Linked DNA regions of Zea mays: region 1 is linked to region 2. The links are chromatin contacts, called in public Hi-C maps. All regions are on one chromosome and are shown on one strand. The core of a region is the stretch at or near the end of the contact, and the rest is flanking DNA. Distances in the headings are between cores, read along the strand shown.

Region 1 (4,165 bases), core at 432-2,931, 150 kb after region 2:
AGTCGTTGCCGATCTAACAGATTCTCTACGTTGTAGTAGAGGTCCGGTGCACATTGGACTGGCCCAGTGACCCACCACGACAAATGGCCGTTGGAACTAGCTGTTGTCGATCGTTGCCTGCTGGTCCGATGTACACCGGACTAGTCTGGTGCGCTAGCGAGGCTTGGGTACAGAGAACATGTTGTCTGTGCATCTGGTACAGTGATCCATCTGGTGCACATCGGAATGGTCAGGTGCATCCAGAATCAGCTCATATTCAATCCTTCGGGGGGGTTTCACTTGGGTTATTTTTGGTTTGTGTTTTGGACTTGTGCAGAATATTTGTAGGTCTTCCATGAGTCTTTTAAGATCTTATTTAAGGTGTTGTTCTCTCAATATCTTAATCTAAAAATCAGTTCACAATATGTGAACTATAAACATAGACATTAACAAGTCCACACGTTTTGTTGATCATCAAACACCAAAATCATTTAGTCAAATAGGTTGGAGTCTATTTTTCTTACAATGTCTTTGTTGGCTGAGCCTCCACGTCACTAAGGCTATCCGCAGTGACGAGCGGTAAAAGATGCGCTATACGTATAGAGTTAAATATCCAGTAAAAAATGCCGCAGCGGTAGACTGGAATGGCTACGCTAAGCCAAGCAAGAAAACCGGAAACCCCATATGTAGAGTGCATGCAACGCCTACTGCATACGTCCGGGGCACGCAAGGCGAGGCATGCTCCGTGCGTGTGAGCTGTAGAGGCAGCAAAGGTTGTTGAGTGTGGGACCCGAGGCGGGGCCGGAGGAGGGCACCAGAGAGGCTGCTCAGGAGAGAGAAATAATAGAATATGTGGTATAGAGTAAACATGAGTGCGGATGATTGTGGTATAGAGTAAAGAATTTTGCTGACTAGGACAGAATATTCTTTTTAGGGTAGAAATTTAGAGTACTATGAGTGCGGATAGCCTAAGGACCACTTTAAATTTGACACAATATTGAAATTTGAATGGTTTTAACATTTGAAGGCTGAAAACCAAAATACTTTGTAGCTAAGTGTTGGAAACCCGACTCGGCCAATAAGTCGACAGACCGTAAAATAAGGTCAATCTAAACTTTATGATAAATATTCTTGTTTGATAGCAATAGCATTGCAGGACCAGGACCCAAGGGAAGAGAAGATGCCAAATCCCATCGAGGCTAAAGCAAAAACGATCCAATTTATGAGCAAACCCACACTGAAGTTTCAAAATTGTTTTCTGAAAAAAAAGTAACCAGCAAGTTAAAAAATGAGATGGCGGGAAAGCCAAGTCTCGGTTGGTCGAGGGGTTGGTTGGGGCGCAGCCTGACAAGTGACAACGGCAGCAGGATAGTAGCATCAGGCGCAAGCCAGCGCAGGCGGCAGCGCGAGGATTTCGCTTCACTTAGCGGCAACGGAGACGCTGCACCCAACCAACACGAGCTCCCCCTCACCCGCTGCGACGCGCGCGTCCCACGAGCGGAAGCCCCCCGCGCCGACGCGAGCGCGGGGGCTCGACCGACCGACCCAACGCCTCCATCTCCACCGCGCGCACCAAATCGCACTCCCGTCCGCCCCGCCGATCGAACAGCCACCGCTCACCTCTCCCACCCGCCAAAAACCTCCGGCCTCCTCTCATATTCATATAGCTAGCCCCTGCCACAAGGTAGAGCGTCGCTCACACCTGCGTCGCCCTGCCTCGCAATCGCGAATCTGTCGAGCACCTGAGGGGTCGGAGGCCGAGAGCTAGCCTAGCACGCCGGCCTCCGCGCGCGATGGAGGCCAGCGCCGGGCTGGTGGCCGGCTCGCACAACCGGAACGAGCTGGTGCTGATCCGGGGCCACGAGGACCCCAAGCCGCTGCGGGCGCTGAGCGGGCAGGTGTGCGAGATATGCGGCGACGAGGTCGGGCTCACGGTGGACGGCGACCTCTTCGTCGCCTGCAACGAGTGCGGCTTCCCCGTGTGCCGGCCCTGCTACGAGTACGAGCGCCGGGAGGGCACGCAGAACTGCCCCCAGTGCAAGACGCGCTACAAGCGCCTCAAGGGTACGTACATTTCTGATGCCTCGCCTTGCTTCGCCGTACGTCGTGTCAACTTCGATTGCTTGCTGATCGACCGGGCCGGTCTGCTTGAACGACGATCGAAGGGAGCCCGAGGGTTGCCGGGGACGATGACGAGGAGGACATCGACGACCTGGAGCACGAGTTCAACATCGACGACGAGAATCAGCAGAGGCAGCTGGAGGGCAACATGCAGAACAGCCAGATCACCGAGGCGATGCTGCACGGCAGGATGAGCTACGGGAGGGGCCCCGACGACGGCGACGGCAACAACACCCCGCAGATCCCGCCCATCATCACCGGCTCCCGCTCCGTGCCGGTACGTATACATGCACCGCCTTCCAGTTCCACCCACTCGACTGACACTGACGTGACGCACTTCTAGGTGAGCGGTGAGTTTCCGATTACCAACGGGTATGGCCACGGCGAGGTCTCGTCTTCCCTGCACAAGCGCATCCATCCGTACCCTGTGTCTGAGCCAGGTTCGTCCCGGTTCACGATCAAATTTGCAAGTTCAACTTCAAACCATACGAAATTCGATCACAATATATACCTGATGGACGGATTTGGCTCCGCCAGGGAGTGCCAAGTGGGACGAGAAGAAAGAAGTGAGCTGGAAGGAGAGGATGGACGACTGGAAGTCCAAGCAGGGCATCCTCGGCGGCGGCGCCGATCCCGAAGACATGGACGCCGACGTGGCACTGTAAACCTCCCCCGCAACCAGCTCCAGGACAGCGAGCAGCGTAACGCACAGGCACTGATCGATCACCTGAACCTTTTTTTGGCCTTGAGCAGGAACGACGAGGCGAGGCAGCCGCTGTCGAGGAAGGTGTCGATCGCGTCGAGCAAGGTGAACCCGTACCGGATGGTGATCGTGGTGCGTCTCGTTGTGCTCGCCTTCTTCCTCCGGTACCGTATCCTGCACCCCGTCCCGGACGCCATCGGGCTGTGGCTCGTCTCCATCATCTGCGAGATCTGGTTCGCCATCTCCTGGATCCTCGACCAGTTCCCCAAGTGGTTCCCCATCGACCGCGAGACGTACCTCGACCGCCTCTCCCTCAGGTCGACCGCCCTGCTTCCTCCATAAACATCGCATTTCCTCCATACTCAGTTCCTTGAGTGGACTGGACGACGCTGCACGATGCAGGTACGAGAGGGAAGGGGAGCCGTCGCTGCTGTCGGCGGTGGACCTGTTCGTGAGCACGGTGGACCCGCTCAAGGAGCCGCCGCTGGTGACCGCCAACACCGTGCTCTCCATCCTCGCCGTAGACTACCCCGTGGACAAGGTCTCCTGCTACGTCTCCGACGACGGCGCGTCGATGCTGACGTTCGAGTCGCTGTCGGAGACGGCCGAGTTCGCGCGCAAGTGGGTGCCCTTCTGCAAGAAGTTCGGCATCGAGCCCCGCGCCCCGGAGTTCTACTTCTCGCTCAAGGTCGACTACCTCAAGGACAAGGTGCAGCCCACCTTCGTGCAGGAGCGCCGCGCCATGAAGGTACTCGATCGATCTAGTCTGTCTGTGCATCGATTCACAGATCGGTCGGTGGGTGGTGCCGGCTGATTGATCTTGCGCAACTGGCAGAGAGAGTATGAGGAGTTCAAGGTCCGGATCAACGCGCTGGTGGCCAAGGCCATGAAGGTGCCGGCAGAGGGGTGGATCATGAAGGACGGCACGCCGTGGCCCGGGAACAACACCCGCGACCACCCCGGCATGATCCAGGTGTTCCTGGGCCACAGCGGCGGCCACGACACCGAGGGCAACGAGCTGCCCCGCCTCGTGTACGTCTCCCGTGAGAAGCGCCCGGGATTCCAGCACCACAAGAAGGCCGGCGCCATGAACGCTCTGGTACTGAACTGAACAACTGGGCAGTGAAGACGAGATCCTCTGAACTGAACTGAACTGACTTCTCGTTTGCCGAATTCCCGACAGATTCGCGTCTCCGCCGTGCTGACCAACGCGCCATTCATGCTCAACTTGGACTGTGATCACTACATCAACAACAGCAAGGCCATCCGGGAGGCCATGTGCTTCCTCATGGACCCTCAGGTCGGCCGGAAGGTCTGCTACGTTCAGTTCCCGCAGAGGTTCGACGGCATCGACGTGCACGA
Region 2 (4,220 bases), core at 1,688-4,187:
AGCTTGGATTCTCCATCTCTTTGGTTCAGTTCTTTTTCCAGACGCAACAGGCGACAGCGCGTCATGGATGTTTCTGCCTTGCCTGACTGACTGGGATACAACCGGAGGTTACAGCTGGGCTTCAGCAGTGTTGGCCTTCCTGTACAGGCAACTTTGCGAGGCTTGTCGTCGATCGTCGAGGACTGCCAGCTTAGGTGGATGTGTCTACCTACTACAGCTGTGGATGTGGGCACACATACCCGTCGGGCGACCCAGAGAGTTTCCTCCTCGTGAGTGGTTCGTGGTAGCCGGACATCGGCTTAAGCCCACGGCTGCTTACCGCTGGGACCAGGTCGAGGAGCCATTCGCACGACACCAGCGTGCTTACGTGGAGTACTCAAACGAGCTCGACGCACTTACTCCTTCGATGGTGAGTTGTCTCCTTTTTTCTTTTTACATGTCCTTTCTACTTTTATCACACGACACCAGCGTGCTTACATGGGCTTTCTAAAACTTTTGCAGGTGACTTGGCAACCGTATCTTGATCCATATTTCGCCAGCATACAGTTGAGCAGCATGTGCTCATTAGACGAGAACCTCTACCTCATGAGGTGTCCCCTCATCTGTTTTTATGCTGTTGAGTACCACTTGCCCCACAGAGTTGCTCGACAGTTCGGATTGCGCCAGGAGTTTCCGGTGGAGCCATTCTCGACTTCAATAGAACTTCATAAGTGAGTTACTACATGCACTTGTTATTCTAACTAATAATTGAAATATCAGTTAGTCGCTAATATATGGTTCTAACTTTTGCAGGTTCGACAGACAGAGACAGAAGAAGGTCACGTACTTCGAGACGCACCATCGTGATTACATTGATGAATGGGACCAGCAGGGGGATCTGAACTATGAGAATGACCAGGCGCACACAAACTACAACTTCCGGAGGTATTTGATTTGGTATTCTGGTGTGACTAGGTGCAAGTTGAAGGGACAGTGGACAGCAGCAGACTACGCCGAGCAAGAATCGTCAGACGACGAAGACACAGCTTTCGACATAGCTGCTCGGCACGGGTCCCAAATTGAGGCTGCTCCAATCCTTGATAGAGTGGTAACTATTTCTTTACTAAAATTAGAGATTTCAATTCAATGAGATATGTCTAGTTTTGAGCATCCTAATGTCTTAACTTGTGATAGGGAAACTCTATGCTCGTATCTGTTGTTGAACTCGAGCGTATCTCACAGAGAACTTCAGATACTACTACGCTATCGTTACTATCAGTGAGTATCAATGTCTAACAGAAAACTTGTTTATTTGTATGTTGTAACATATGTCTTTAACTAACATTTCGATTACAGAGGGTATCACGTCGTCTTCGTCGAGCAGCGGCTCGGTGTGGATGCCGGTCTCTAGCGGGCGTTGACGTGCAGCTGCCTGTGCCTCGTATGCAGCAGGACGTTCAGCCTCCCATTTGTGCAGTTGGACCATCTACAGCAGGACTCAGCTCGTCGCGATCGACGCGGGACACGTTTGAGAACGTGGCCCAGGACGACGACGATGACGACGACGACGACGACGACGATGGCGCTGGCGCTGGCGCCGCAGGTCAGGTGGAGATTGGACCGTCTCAGTTGCAGGATGCTCCTACAACTCAGGCATCACAGCTGACACCACGTAGAAGGCGTCCACGAGACCCTTACACTCCAGGCACCGACGCTCTTGGGGCCAAGGGCAAGGGTAAGACTAGGAGGAAATGAATACTTTTGTGATATGGACGGTGTGATTTGGACTTATGCTGGAGACGGTTGTAATATGAACTATGTTTTGTGTTTTGGACTATGTGTTGGGAACTTGTATTTTGGACTTTGTTTGTGGACATTATATGAAGAACTATGTTCTGTGGATGTTTTTATATTCGATGTGATTTTGTGATGTATTATATGTTGAAATGCTTATATGTCTTATAATATGTGATTATTTGAACTGTGGTTGTTAATAAAACAAGGGGAACTCTTGCAAAATTTTTTTGTGAACTGTAAAAAACATAATAATCAATAAGTAACGCATCTTTAGAGTTCTAAATTATTTTTGATACGTAAATACTACAGAATAGGCTACAATTCTTCAGTCTGAATCACCAGCGTGTCCGTCTGTACCACCTCTGCCAGGGTGGGCCCCACGACCCTTTTCATTAACGCTCGCCAGGGTGTACCCCGATTACCCTTTTCATTAACGCTGCCGCTGCCGCTGCCGCGGTGTTGCAAAGCGGGAAAAGCCGGATGAGTGACCACGCAACGGCGGTGAAAAACAATAATGATCCCACCCGCACCGCACACCATCACCACCACGTGGGGGTGGCGACCTTGATTTGATCGAAGCAGCCGAAAAGAAAGAAGAAGAAAAAAGGGGGAGGGGGGCAAAGGGAGGAGGCGGCGCGGGCGGGCGCGCGCGCACGGCGCACCTGGACCATGGCGAGCACGCAGGGCGGGTCGCCGGACGCGGCGAAGGGCACGAGCAGGCGGCGCGCCTCGGGGGAGGGCTCGAAGTCGGCGAACATCTCGTCGCCGGTGAAGTCGGCCCGCGCGACGCAGAACAGCGCGCCCTCGCCGGTGCAGTCGATCTCGATCCGGCCGCCCGGGCCGGCCGCCAGCCGCCCCGCCAGCGGGTAGAAGGGCACCAGCGCCCTGGACAGCGCCTCCCGCAGCCGCGCCGGGTCGAAGAACGACCCTTCTCCTCCTTCTCCCTCTCCCTCCTCCCCGGCACCGGCGCCGGCGGGCCTCGGGTAGTAGTAGACGAGCGGCGTGTGGGTCTTGGGCACCGCCAGGTCCAGGTTGGACAGCCACAGCGCGTGCCGCGGCGTCGCCTCGCTCGGCGGCACCAGCGTCGTCTCCACCACCTCCACCTTCATCCTCCGCTTCGATCTGTGTGTGTATGTGTTTCGCAGCGTGCTTGAGTGAGCGGTGAGCTAGGTGGGGGAGTGGAGTGACGGTGAGGAGGGTTTATAAAGAGCGGAGGAGGGGAAGGGGATTTTGATTTTGATTTTTTTTAGGCTAATTGACGTGTCTGTGCTGCTGATCCACAATTCCACATCCGCTACGCCCTCACGGGCACCGGCACATGGAGGACGCACACGACAAATTAAGACGTTGCTGCCTGCGATCCAGTCGCAACCTGGGAATTAGCGAGGGACTAAGGCCCTGTTCCAATCTCGCGAGATAAACTTTAGCAGCTAATTTTTAGCTACTTTTAGCCATTTATAATCTAAACAGGAGAGCTAATGGTGATAATTGAAACTAAACTTTAGCACTTTAATTCATATAGCTAAAGTTTAGTAGGAAGCTAAAGTTTATCTCATGAGATTGAAACGGGGCCTAAACTAAGGTTTGGGCCGTGGAAACTCTTTGCGCGCTTGTCGGGACCGCTGCTTGCGTGTATGCTCTTATCGGGACACTGGAGGGATGCGGCTGGCTTTTTCGTCGGGCATCTTGATCTTTTCCGTTCGTTCCAGTGCGCCTTCCAAAACACCAAAAGGACAGCCGCGAACACTCTGGACGCATCGTTGCGTGACACGAGACTATTTCTCACACCCCCGCCCTTAATTTGACCGCGGTTTCCATGTAGTTAACTTAAGTGTGTCTTGACTGATCGACCATTCATAACCGCTGCTGTGCGGCTAGCTAGTGTTTGACTGATCGACCATTCATCCCCTGTTAAAATGTGTTTCAAAGGCAGTGAGGGAAGTGACGGCTCCGATCCCAACTTCATTACTCCACCAACCGTCCAACACGCTATGTGTATGTATCTTCCCATATGGCCGCGCGTGTACACGACAAATCGTAAATTTGTGCAGCCAACCTCATTCAGAAAATGTGGTGATAGGCACGCTGAGGTACAAGGACCACCAAGTTAATTAAGCCATGTTCGGGTCAGCGTGCGGTTGATGGATGGTGCGTTAGCGTAGCTTGGACACGTTAAGGCCTTGTTCGTTTGTGCCGAATTGGTGGATCGGAACGATTCCTAACCGGATTACTTCTCTAATTTATATAAACTTTGATTAGATAGAACGATTCCGGGTGCAATCCGACAGAAACGAACAAGGCCTAAAGAGATTGGCGTGGTCAAACCGTTTAGTTTCGAAAATAAATTTTCTACGGCTGGTTTAGAAACAGTATAAAAAATAATTAAAATGAAAAAAAAAACTCAATTGAAGCTGCAAGAATCTTGTTCCTCTGCCCACTCTCAG

Evidence for each region. A called contact is a pair of places that touch in the nucleus more often than the background predicts.
Region 1: a Hi-C map of leaf shows a contact between it and region 2, with 4 times the contacts expected there. The contact joins the promoter of LOC542514 here to the promoter of LOC100284770 in region 2. A contact is called at or near these places in 10 of 25 Hi-C or Micro-C datasets (bundle sheath, ear, endosperm and 3 more).

The regions. Positions count from the first base shown.
Region 1 is chr7:122,674,832-122,678,996 of Zm-B73-REFERENCE-NAM-5.0, forward strand. It overlaps LOC542514 (cellulose synthase catalytic subunit 12), which reads left to right and starts at 1,682. Exons shown (of 12, transcript NM_001112062.1): 1 at 1,682-2,043; 2 at 2,145-2,377; 3 at 2,444-2,540; 4 at 2,638-2,761; 5 at 2,854-3,120; 6 at 3,206-3,551; 7 at 3,639-3,902; 8 at 3,987-4,165. The coding sequence starts at 1,773.
Region 2 is chr7:122,521,240-122,525,459 of Zm-B73-REFERENCE-NAM-5.0, forward strand. It overlaps LOC100284770, which reads right to left and starts at 2,938. Exons shown (of 2, transcript NM_001370681.1): 1 at 2,439-2,938. The coding sequence starts at 2,885.